Linked DNA regions of Sus scrofa: region 1 is linked to region 2. The links are chromatin contacts, called in public HiChIP or PLAC-seq maps. All regions are on one chromosome and are shown on one strand. Each heading gives the region's core, a stretch centred on a gene start, on an enhancer-like site or on the middle of the called end of the contact. The rest is flanking DNA. Distances are from core to core; before and after follow the strand shown. Region 1 overlaps MTMR3 (myotubularin-related protein 3). Region 2 holds the start of MTMR3 (myotubularin-related protein 3).

Region 1 (6,034 bases), core at 118-2,617, 110 kb after region 2:
GCTGGTGGAACCCACAGTTGTTCACAGGAGTCATCCATGCCAACCTTGGAAGGTGATGAGAATGTGTCTAAACTGTTCCTCACTTCAGTCACCCATTGAATCTTTCTTTTTCCTTTTTTGTATGAGATACCACTGTTTTTTGCTTGTTTATAGCTCTTTTCAAGTTTTTTGAGTGTATAAAAAAGTAATATTTACGTACAATGAAATGCACAAATCTTACAAGCATATTTGCTGAATTTTTAACCATGAACATCTTATTTATTAGATTTTTAGTTTCTCCCATTTTCTAGGATAATGAAGTTAGCGACTGTATTTTGCTGTCTTAACATATGTTATTTGGGAACTTTGATTTGTTTAAGACTTTTAACTCCAAAAGGTGTTCACTAGTTTAGGGTTGCTAGTGTTTAGTTAAGGCTTGAATTTCTCCTTACCTGTTAACTCCCACAACCACTGAAAATTCAGACTGAAATTCCTCATCTCTTTAGATGATTCCTTATTTCCTTGATACTTTTAGTTTCTTTTAGGATTTGAGCCAACTCTTAGGATGTTCCTAAGATGTGTGCCGGGTCAGAATTTAACTCCTATCGATTAATTATAGATGGCTTTGTCCTGAGCTGAGATAACTTTGGTCCCCAGACCTTTCCCTTCTTAAAGATATCTGGTATTTTACCAAGACACACAGATATCCATAGTTTCCTGTCTTTTCATGGATTTGTGATGGATGGAAGCATTTGGGGTGTAAAATACTGATCTAGGAACTGGAAAACCTGAATTCAAATTTGTATATTGCCATTTAATTGAAAATATTCCTGGACAAGGCATTTATCCTCCCTGTACTTTAGTTTTTTTTGATCTTCAGAGTGGAATATTTTTGTTCTTCCTGCCCAAGCTGATGTGGGTATCTTGAAGATCAAATCTGTTAATGCTGGAGAGTTTAACTCATAAATGTTTCAGTGCCTTCTATGTGCCATGCTTGTGAACATTCATTTTGGAAATTATGAACATACAAGATGATGTCATTGTAACTGATTAGAACTTACTCTGAGTAAAGGTTGTATTTTGTTTCTTTTCAATATATATACCACACTGAATTTAACCTGGTACAACTCACATTCACTCTTATTGTACTTCAGTGACTTGGTTTGGGAGTGTGTATATGTACAGCTTTTGCCTTTTATGTATTTTCACTATGGAGTACAAAGGAAAACATTCTTAAAAAATACTGTGGTGGCATTTTGAAAGCAAGTCAACCTGGTTCTTCTGTCTCCACCCAATATTGTTGAGTGTTGGTGGCGGCTACAGCGTTACTCACCAATAATGAGCAGGCCAGACAACCACATTCTTACAAATCATCTTTCGGTGAGACAGCACTTGAGATATTTCAAAGTCATACTGTTGTATAATCTGCCTCAACACATGAGATCATAAGCATAGACTCTCATGGGTGGAAGTTCATTTAGTCTTTCAGAATTTAATGAAACCTTTTATGGATTCTTTTCTGCCTAGCCTGTTGAGAGCAGAATGTGTCAGAGAGGGGGAAAATGGGAAAATTACATCATTATCTTGTATTCATGTAAATCTTAGTTTCTGGCTGTTGACCCTGTCATAGTTAAGCCAACCATACTGTGGTCATAGCTCTTGGTCTTAATCTCCTTTGAAAGAAGTTTCTACATTGTTGTTGGAGTTATTGTTAAACTGTTGACTCTTTTATCTTTCTCTCAAACTCTTAAAAAGAATGGACTAAAGCTTAAAGCTTCTCTCCTATATGCTCGGCGTCCTTCTCATTTTAGCTGATTTCTTGGTGATTGGTCTGTACTTAAGCATTAATTTGGAGGTCTGACTGATAACTGGGAAATTCAGTTACTAGTTTAGAGAGGTTCAGACCCACTTCTCCTGTGACATGCCCAGTAAACACATCTTGCTTAACCATGAAGAGCATATGACTCTGGGTCTTATACTGTTGTGCAGCTGCCTGTTTAGTATAAAGTAAAGGCCCTTGCCACAGAGTCTGTTTTGTGAGTTTGAATGCAGTCCAGTAAATATACATCTAGATGACTGCACTGGGACCTTTGTTCATAGAAAAGAATGATTCTTCTCTGTATTTGAAAATCTGGGAGAGCTACTTCTCACCTTCTTTGGTACTATCTTTCTTCACATCCTGGTTAAGGGCCTGGCTCTTCAATCTGAGGCCTTTAAGCTGTATATAACTGAAGGCTTGAATACTCAGAACAACCCAGTGAGCTGGACTTTTGGGGGCAGAATTATTTTAGATTGCTGATTGACACTGTGGTTATGATAGAGCGACTTATTTCTTTAGAGCTTTCATTCCCATTGAAATAAGAATTGCTGGACTGTGTTTGTATTTGTAGTATAAGAATCACAATGTTGGAGTTCCCACTGTAGCTCAATAGGTTAAGGATCTGACATTGTCTGTGAGGATGTGGGTTCGATCCCTGGCCTTACTCAGTGGGTTAAGAATCTGGTGTTGCCACAAGCTGCCGTATAGGTTGGAGATGCAACTTGCATCTGGTGTTGCTCTGGCGTAGGCCACAGTTACGGCTTCAATTTGACCCCTGGCCCAGGAACTTCCATATGCTTCAGGTGTGGCAGTAGAAAGAAGAAAAAGCAAAAGAAATACAGTGTTAGAAGGGAACAAATCCTCATTTAGGGTTGGGGGAGGCACACAGGAAGGACTGAAAAGGAAACATAAAGCCAAACAAAACTTATGACCCTAATATTTAAAATAAAGTGAGATACTACAGCATATCTAATATTGAATCAGTGGAGACATGAGAATTCCGAAAGGAGAATTTCTTAAGGAAATCTAGCAATATATGTCCTTGGTATGCACTTTTCTGCAGAATAAACACAAGTGAACTTCTAACATATTTTGGCAAAAGCCAGCTGAATTTCTCATGTATGTAAGACCTAATGCTAAATTTGTTTTCTTATTGGCCACGTCTGTGGCTTGCAGAAGTTCCCAGGTCAGGGTTTGAACCTGTACCACAGCAGTGACAATGCCAGATCCTTAACCTGATGCATCACGAAAGAATTCTGAGCTGCTAATTTTTTTTCAAGCAGTGGTTTTCAAATTGGAGGTTGTGATCCATCAGTGGGTCATAAAATCAAAGTTTTAAAAAATGAAATATGAAATGAAACATTTAGAATAGAAAATATCTGGAGTTCTCGTCGTGGCTCAGTGGAAACGAATCTGACTAGCATCCATGAGGACGCAGGTTCAATCCCTGGCCTCACTCAGTGGGTTAAGGATCTGGCATTGCCATGAGCCATGGTGCAGATTGCAGACGTGGCTTGGATCCCTCATGGCTGTGATGTAGGCCAGCATCTATAGCTCCAATTCAACCCCCAGCCTGGGAAACTCCATGTGCTGCGGGTGCGGCCCTAAAAAGACCAAAAAAAAAAAAAAAAAAAGACTAGAAAACAACAATGTATCACACACTAGGGTGGGTATTGTTTTGTGAAACTCTTAAGATATAAAATGTTGTATTGAATTGTTATGTAAAACATTCTTATTATGGATTGTGATGGTCAGTTTGAGAAGTGGTGAAGGTATCACTTGGGAGGACACAAAGATAATTAAAACTCACTCTACATAGTAAACTGCCCAAGGAGGAGGAGGTGAGAGGAGGCTATTATTTTGCCAGCGATTATTTTAAAACTATAGGCTCCTCTATAGGGTATCAATGTTTAAGATAGAGATTACTAATGTAAATGACCATTAATTTAAGTACCTTTACCTTTTGCAAAGACTTGGAGCTTGGAAGTTGTCATGGTTTTATAGCTTTTATATTGGGACTCCCTGTCTAGTATTCTTCTTTTTTGAACAATCGAGTATCAATTTATTAAAAAGGTTGACTTAAGCATCTGCAGTAGTGACTTCAACCTAGGCTCCTGGCTCAGTGCTGACAAAAATGATCTGCTGAACAGTCTCAGAAGGACTGTGTAGGTCAGTGAGTCGTTGGTGGATCTTTATCAGAAAACGATCCCAAATCTCAGAACTTTTACTACAAGGAGTTTTCCTTGTAGTTAGTCTTGGTCTTGGTAGGCATCTGAACCAGTCCTTTTACTTTTAGATTTGCCTTTGCTTTTGTGCCTCTGATCAGATCAGTACACACACCCTCCAAAAACTTCATGTTGTAGCTGGTGAGGGTGATTCTAATCTGGTGAATTGCCACTTCCAGCTCCATTGGGAGTCTTTCTGGTATCTTTAAAAGGCCTGGCTGTGGTGCTGCTTCCTGATCTGCTTTCTCCTTGGAGAGAGCGGAGTGAACAGCGGTGAGTCAGGAGCAGGAGTGGTGACCTGCAGTGGTGACCTTGTATTCCTCAAAGAACCCTGTCTAATATTCTTTTTTCTTTTTTTTTTCCTTTTGTCTTTTCAGGGCTGCACCCACGGCATATGGAGGTTCCCAGGCTAGGGGTCTAATCGGAGCTGTTGCTGCTGGCCTATGCCAGAGCTACAGCAACACCAGAACCAAACCGAGTCTGCGACCTACACCACAGCTCATGGCAACGCCGGATCCTCAACCCACGGACCAAGGCCAGGGATTGAACCCACAACCTCATGGTTCCCAGTTGGATTCGTTTCTGCTGTGCCACGAATACCATTCTTGTTCGGTATTCTTGATGGATGCTATTTTTTGCAGTTTATAGACAGCTGAAACCCCAATTCAGATAGCTTTTCCTGTTTGGGAGATTGTATCACTTTTAAAAAATGGGGTAGATGCAGCTGATAATTGCTTCCTCTATCTCTGAACCTCATCTTTTTATAGCTCTCCTTCAGGAAACATATAATACCTAGTTTAAGCCTAGGAAAAGCAGTTTAAATGAGAAGTAGGTTTATAGAACTGTCCTTCATTCAGGTAATTGCTGCTTCCTATTCTGAAGCTGAGCCTCTCCCAGGGAGAGAAAAGTTTTAAACTTTGATCACCAGAGCAGTCTGTTTTGTGCTTTTATTTGTTGTTGTAGTTTCTCCCAAACTTCACCTGGATTTATTTTATAACCTATAATACTATATGTTGGAAGTATTACTTAATGGGTTTTTGTTGTTTATTTTTATAAAATTATTGCCCTAGCACTCTGTGTTTTCAAGGAAGGAAGTTATTTTAGATTTAATGACTTTTATGTCGGCTTCATTTCTGCCTTTGTTGCTCAGTGTCTTAAGGAAGAAGCAGCCAAATTCATTAAGGTAAATGTAAGTAGGTTATACTTGTTGGGGTATATGTTCTTAGAAATGCTCATAAGCACATTGGTTAATAGTATGGTGTTTCTTGAGATTCCTGGATACTGGCAGTTATAGTCCAATGATTTCTTTCTTTCTGGCCACACCTGTGGCACATGGAGGTTCCCAGGCTAGGGGTCTGATCAGATCTGTAGCTGCTGGCCCACATCACAGCCACAGCAATGTGGGATCCAAGCTGCATCTGCAACCTACACCACAGCTCACGGCAACGCTGGATCCTTAAACCACTGAGCGAGGCCAGGGATCGAACCTTCGTCCTCATGTATGCTAGGCGGGTTTGTTAACCGCTGAGCCACGACGGGAACTCCAGTCCAGTGATTCTAGACTGCAATCTGTAATCTATAAGGCTCTGAAAATCAAAAGACTTTTTAAATTTTATTTGGTGGTTTGACCTGATCTGAGCCAACATGAAGCTATTTGTTGCTTTATTTTTCCCAATTAGGGTGAATTATCAGTGCATTTCACTATAAAAATGTTAGTGTTTTGTTAATGCTGTTGAGAGCATTACTAAGTATTATAATATATGCACCACCTTAAAATCCAGAAAACTCAAGTTCTGAAATCTGGTGCAAAGGGTTTCTGATGAGTAAGTGATTCTATTCTTGCTGAACTTGTTGATTTTATTTTTTATATATACCATTTGTTGGAGTGTAGAAATATGAAAGTAGCTAGTATAGTGACAAGAACATGGGTTTTGGGATCAGACAGATGTACAGTAACCTCAGTCTGTTTTGTCTCTCTTTTGTCCTCTGTACAATGAGGTAAATGATATTA
Region 2 (6,659 bases), core at 2,954-5,453:
GCTCCTGAAGACCCATGGACCACAATATGAGGACAATGGTCTCTGCTGAATTGGAGTTGAGCTGACCCACCCCAGCAGTAGGGGCGCAGTATGGTGCTTCTAAAATCCCCAGAGATGTTGACACACATAAATATGGGTCCAATTCTAGTTTCTGTCTGGTCCTGAGCAGGTGGTTTCTCAAAATCTAAGAACTGCAGTTACCTCTGTCTGCTAGCTGGGTTAGGAGGCCAAGGAGACGCTGAAGAGTTATGACAGTTTGGGGGTAATCTTCACAAAGGGCTCACTGAAGGGGAAGTGACTTTTACTATTAAGCAGCAGGTTCTAGTGTTGGGAAGACTGCATTTTGGGGGCTTGAGGGATTCCTGCTTTACAGGGACCTTGTGTGACCTCGAGAAACCTCCATTAATCAACTTTTCCATCTGTTCTTAGACTACTTCAAAGAGTCCCTGAGCAGCTGGAAGAACATTTTCAGCTTTGAAGATAACAGGAGGTGGGGAAGGAGGCTGAAAGTGTAGCGGGAGGAGGGGAGGAAGGTCAGGGGGGTACAGGGGGCCTCATCACATGAGAAATAGGGCAGTGAGAAGACTTCACTGAGACTGGATGGATTTTCTCTTTTTTTCTTGACTAATCATACAAAGTTTAGGGCTTTGTCTTCAGCCAAAACCCACAAAGAATCCCACCCACTGGTTTGTCTTTTCACAGGTTACAAAGTTTTTCAAAGTCATTACTTTAAAGAATCCTTACATACTGCTGTGAGATGAACAGAGTAGGACCCCATACAGACTATGAGAAAACTGAGGCATAGAAAAAGTAATTAAGGAACAAGTATATGAAAGCACTAAAATTCAAATTTAAGTATTTAGACTCAGACTAGCTTTTTTTTCCATTGCTTCTTCTTAGGTCTTTCTCCTTGAAGTGAGTTTTCAATGCCATGCAGCACTTTTCTTTCTTATGTAGGGACAATTTACTAGGGTCTGCCATAACAGTAAGCAGGTGAGCAGCAGGGGGAGTGAGATGTAGTATGAAGTTAAAAAGCATGCTCAAGGAGTCCCATGGTGACTCAGCAGTAACGAATCTGACTAGTATCCATGAGGACACTGGTTCGATACCTGGCCTCACTCAGTGGGTTAAGCATCTGCTGTTGCCATGAACTGTGGTATAGGTTGAAGACGCAGCTTGGATACTGTGTTGACTGTGGCTGTGGCCAACAGCAGCTCTGATGTGACCCCTAGTCTGGGAACTTCCATATGCCACACATGTGGCCAAAAAAAAAAAAAAAAAAGCATGCTTTAGAATCAAATCATCTGGGTTCAAACCCTAAGCTTTACACCTCCTCGTGTTTAAAATGGGGGAGAGTAACAATACCTGCTCAGAGTATTCTTAAGATTACACCAGATATACATGTAAAGCACTCGTCTTAAGGGTCAACCCATGTTAGCTATTATGAGAGTAAGGATACGCAAATAGTGATTTCTATTTTTTTTTTTTTGGCTTTTTAGGGCTGCACCCGCGGCATATGGAGGTTCCCAGGCTAGGGGTCAAATCGGAGCTGTAGCTGCTGGGCTACGCCACAGCAACGCAGGATCCAAGCTGCTCTTCGACCACAGCTCACGGTAATGCCAGATCCTTAACCCACTGAGCAAGGCCAGGGATTGAACCTGCATCCTCATGGGTGCTAGTCAGATTTGTTAACAGTTGAGCTACAGCGAGAACTCCAAATATTGATTTTTGGGGGCACAAATTCCTCCCATGGTCCTTTATACTAGTGGAGGATTCCTTAGCCCAAGATGAAAGGCAAGTACAGTGTTACTCTCTTTAAAAAGAGGACAATGTGATACACCAAAAATCTACCCCTTTCGAATTCCTGGTTATCTGTGAGACTGGCTGAGTGAATGCCAACAGCCTATTGGCTGAATCTCTGCCCCAAGCCAACTGGCTGGGAGCTAGGCAGCCTATGAGGGGGCTCTCCTGGGGTCAGGTGCTAGCTTCCATCCAATCAGAGACCACCCACCTATGGGACCAACTCTTCCCCCTCACTTCTTCAGGCTTTGCCTGAGCAGAGGCATGGGTAGCTGGTCCTTAGGGGCCTGAACCTGATGGGAATCTGATTTTATGGGACAATAGGAGAAACAGGTGGGAAAACCTGTGTGAATGACAGATGTTTGTCATTCATCTGTTCTTAGTACTTACCATTTTCTCTTCATTCCATAAAGGCTATAATCATACAACAGTAAAAGGAAACCAAGACAGGAAAATATAAATAAAGGTGCAGAGTTGAGGCAGGAGGCAAAAAAAAAATTACTGTTAATTTGTGGATTTGAAGGACCAACAGTAGGTGACAATTGGGCTTCAAATTTAGCCTTGGGCTTTCTAAAGGAAGCCAAGGCCAAAACATACACAATGGGCTGCCTAATGCTAATTATCGGAAAGGAAGCACACCTGTATCTGCAGAGTTGTAGACAGAGTTTGTCGGCCTGCCACATCAGTAAACAAAGGATGTTGTGGCTATTATACCATCAACCATTGCAGCTGCAACCCTATGGTGCACCCTGAGGGGATCCAGGGTGGAAAAAGCAAGATACTGGCCCTACCTAGTTAAGGTACATATCAAAGGAATGATTTCAGTGAAGCCAGGCTCTTGCATCTTCCCATACAAAGAAAACTGCTAAATTCTTTAACTTGAGAGGTCTATTTTTTTCTTTAACAATAATCTCTTGATGTTCTGACTGACTACCTGGTTTTTGTTGTAAAAACGCCTAATAATCATAGGTCCTCCCTTACCTCTTTGGAACAATCCCTCAGAGCTATTGAAGAGGCTGACTTTCTGGCTCCACAAAACATCATCCTCAACTTAGGTTGTGCAATTTTTTGCACTTTCATTCAACAGAGTAAAGCAAAGCCTAATCTTGAACTCTAACATAATTTCTTCTTTTTTGTCTTTTGTCTTTTTAGGGCTGCACCCTCAGCCTATGGAGGTTCCCAGGCTAGGGGTCTAATCAGAGCTACAGCTGCCGGCCTACACCACAGCCACAGCAATGCCAGATCTGAGCCGCGTCTGCAACCTACACCACAGCTCATGGCAACGCCAGATCCTTAACCCACCGGGCAAGGCCAGGGATCAGATCCGAGCCGCAGTGGTGACCTATGCCACAGCTGCGGCAATGCTTAATCCTTAACCCACTGTGCTGGGCCAAGGATAGAACCTATGTTCTAGCACTCCCAAAATGCCGCAGATCCTATTGTGTCACAGCAGGAGCTCCTGGGTGAGAGCATATTTTTTATTGCTAATTGGATTTGGGTTTGATTTCTTTTTTTCCTAATTTTAGTGCAGCTTATTCTGGGCTTCAGTTTCTTCATCTGTAAAATGGTGATAATAACATTATCTATTCAAGCTGTGAAGATTCAGTTAGATAAGTTGTGTGAATATTAGCTATTAGTTAATCAGGAACTCATGACACTACTTATGAGCATTTCTAGGTGTTGGAGATAAAGTGATGAATAAAATAAACAAGATCCTTATCTTCAAGTAGCTTTTACATTGGAATGGGATAGAGAGCAGTAAACACAAAAAACAAATAATTGCAGAGAGTCTGTGGAAAAAGCAAAAAAAAAACAAATTCAAGGATAGATTTCATTTGACAGGTTCTTTCTACCATTTTCCAGAAAAGTCAAAGGTATAATGATAAAATACAACTCTGATGAGGTGAATCTGTTAGGGCTGGAGGTAATTCAGTCTCAGTACGTAGAATTATTCTACAAGGTATCATTACAATTTTTTTTTTTGTTAGTTTGTTTGAAAACTCAATTCTTCCAGCTGAGCTTGGTATAAGCAGCCTGAAATTGTATTCTGAGTATGACCTTGAGCGCACATACTTACTTGCATTACATTAAAATAGTTTCAGCCTCACCACAACTACAGGTGAAACGTATGTTGTACAGTAGAATAGATTCTACTGGCTAAGTAGATTGAGGAATTGTCTTGCCCGGGGCTACATAGGTAGGAAAAGATAACTCCCCAAACTCTGTGGGACCACCTTCGGTTTTCTTCTCCTTTCACTCCTCACCTGTTTCTGCTTTAGGTGGGCTCCTCTGCCAGGCCCTCGCCCAGCACCAGCATTTTGCAGGTTTGCAGCCCCTCCCGCCTCCTGGGGCGTGACCACCGGCTCAGGCCCCGCCCCTGCCCAATCCGTGATGGCCCGCCCTCTTTTCCCCGACCGACGGCTAAGGGCCTGAACGTGCGCGCGCGCCCTCGCTCGCCGACCAGCTTGGTGGCGTGAGCGCGCTCTGTGTGGCCGCTGCCGCCATGTTGTTGTGGTTGTGAGAAGGCGGTGGCGGCGGCGGAGGAGTATCCGGGCGAGGAGCTCCAGCGGCTCAGGCGCTGCCCCCCGCCGGCCCTGCCTGGGAGCCTTGTGGGGTGGCGGAGGAGGCCGTGCCGTGACGAGCTTCGCCATGTCCTGCTGCCCGGTAAGGAAACCTACACCGCCCCCCGCCCCCGTCTCCTCCGGGGGTGAGGAGGAGCTGGAGGAGGGGCCGGCCTGGTCCCCGGCGCGGCGGCTGTCACCCTCTGAGGAGGCGGCGGCCCTGAAGGGGCTGAGGACAGCGTGCGTGGCCCGGAGAGGGGTGGCCGGGGCGGAGGCTGCTGCCGCCAGAGGGAGGCGCGGACAGTGGGAGCGCAGCGGCCCTGTTCGGCGCGGGGGAGGCGGGGTCCGGCCAGGGCGGCCTTCCTGGACCTGGCGGGGACCGGCCCATGGGGCTAGGGGTGTGAGGCGCTACCCCGCAGCGTCCGGGGACATGGCCGCGGACCTCTGGGAGGTGAGTGTGCGTCCCTCACCCCGGAGCGAGTGTGTGGGAGTCCTCCGTGGCGCGAGGCCGGAGGTCGGGGGCCGACGGAGCCCCCGGGGCGAGCGGAGCGGCCCGGGACTTGTGGGAAGGAGGAGTGGCCGCCGACTGCAGCAGGGCATCCTCCTGACCTGGTAGTACTTGGGTGGGAAGGATGGTTCGGAGGCGGTTGAAGAGAGCGCAGCAATGTTGGTTAAATAGCGCCGCGAAAGATTACAGAGTTATTTATTGCTCGGGTGGAAATCGTGCGGCTAAGTGTATTGAATTGGGCTGCCCAGAACCCCTAAGATAATGTTGTTGGTTGTACTTTGGGCTGGATAACTTACCTCAAAATAATGGGATAAATTTTACGGCCACTTGCGTAAACTCCTCTGGGGCCTGATAATCTTACCTGTGAGTTTTGCACAGGTGAGTTTTGCGCATTAACTGATAGGTAATGATGTTCAGGTGTCTCTTCAAGGCTGCGGCCTAAATTCTTAAGTGTTTTAGTATCTTGACTTCTACTTTGTTATCTGCCAGTGTTTTTTCACAACGGGGAAAAGCGTGCATACTCTTGCAGTTGAGATTCAATTTGGCCATCGAAGCCTGGGTTGAATTACATGAGATTTTTTTTTTTTTAATGTAAAATATTTGTGATTTGTACCTAGAGAGGTATTGGGGACTTTCCCCATTCAGATTCATGTCCGTTTCAGTAGGGCAAGAAGACAAGACCCAGTTGGTTTTCCTTGGAGATCAAGTAAGGAAGGTGTGTGTTGGTGGCATGCAGAAAGTCTTCCCTTCTTAGGCCTGTGACTTGGGTGGGCAGAAAAGCTTAGAGAATGACACTGTTCTGAGTAAACCTAGTGTAGTATGTGGTATTAAACCACATTTGGAGGGTTCTGAAATTTTAGATTGGCTCCATGGGAAGGCTTCTTTCAGCTCTAATTACCTCCCTCATTTTTAGTTGGCCCACAGTTCGAGTAACCAGCACACTGGGGCAGTCCCACTTGTAGTTAGTTATTGGCACGCCATAGGAGAACCAAGTACTTCCCAGCTTGTAAGCCAGGTTTTTTGGTTACCTAATTAAATACCAGTTGTCAGAAATAGTATGGGCTATCTGAAATGCTGATTCCTGGGCCTCACACACCACCTGGTGAATTGAAATCTCTGAGGGTAGGGTGTGGGAATCCATCCTTAAAAGATCCCTGATGGATTCTGGTCAGCTAGGTTTGTGAACTTCTGCTTTAGGTCACCTTTGGTATTCCAAAAGATTCCCATTAGTTACAACTCTGAAGAGTGTTTTAAATTGTTCATAGAATTTGAGAGGTACCAAAGAGGGGGAAGCCTGAGAGCCTTAAAACTAAAACTTGGGAGTTCCCATTGTGGTGCAGCAGAAACGAAACCATGAGGTTGGAGGCTCGATCCCTGGCCTTGTTCAGTGGGTTAAGGATCTGGCGTTGCAGTGGGCTGTGGTGTAGGCTGGCAGCTGTAGCTCTGGTTCAACCCATAGCTGGGAACCTCCATATGCTGTGGGGTGCGGCCCTAAAAAGCAAAAAAAAAAAAAAAAAAAAAAACCCAAAACAACAAAAAACTAAAAATTGAGCTTCTCTGAAAATATAATGGATTTTCAGCAGCAGAAATCTACTTGAGATTTCTACTTGAGATCTACTTGATCTCAAGTAGATTTGTTGCCAGAAGTTATTTATGCAAGTCTTTAGGAACAAACTTGATAAAATTAGAGGCATATCCAGAGATACATTGAAGATTCCAGAGGAAAGTAGCAGAGAGGAAGAGGCAGTAAGTCTACTTCTGGTCCACAAAGAGGTCTAATGAAGGTGCTT

What was found. HiChIP or PLAC-seq counts read pairs in DNA pulled down with a chosen protein or histone mark.
Region 1: an H3K27ac HiChIP or PLAC-seq map of alveolar macrophages shows a contact between it and region 2. The contact joins the enhancer-like site here to the promoter of MTMR3 in region 2. A contact is called at or near these places in 2 of 5 promoter capture datasets (fetal liver and liver), 3 of 47 Hi-C or Micro-C datasets (embryonic fibroblasts, heart right ventricle and skeletal muscle) and 2 of 2 datasets of contacts at active chromatin or transcription factors (alveolar macrophages and skeletal muscle).

Annotation. Positions count from the first base shown.
Region 1 is chr14:46,986,629-46,992,662 of Sscrofa11.1, forward strand. All of the region lies in intron 7 of MTMR3 (myotubularin-related protein 3), which reads left to right. It also overlaps the pseudogene LOC110256676. Among named protein-coding and RNA genes, the nearest start is that of MTMR3, 110 kb to the left of the region's middle. Within about 2 kb of position 1,368, at least 4 of the 83 cell types and tissues checked have an H3K27ac peak or open chromatin away from gene starts, as enhancers often do. A contact at or near this core is called in alveolar macrophages, where this site is marked.
Region 2 is chr14:46,870,774-46,877,432 of Sscrofa11.1, forward strand. MTMR3 (myotubularin-related protein 3) reads left to right here and starts at 4,204. Exons shown (of 20, transcript XM_001926519.6): 1 at 4,204-4,464.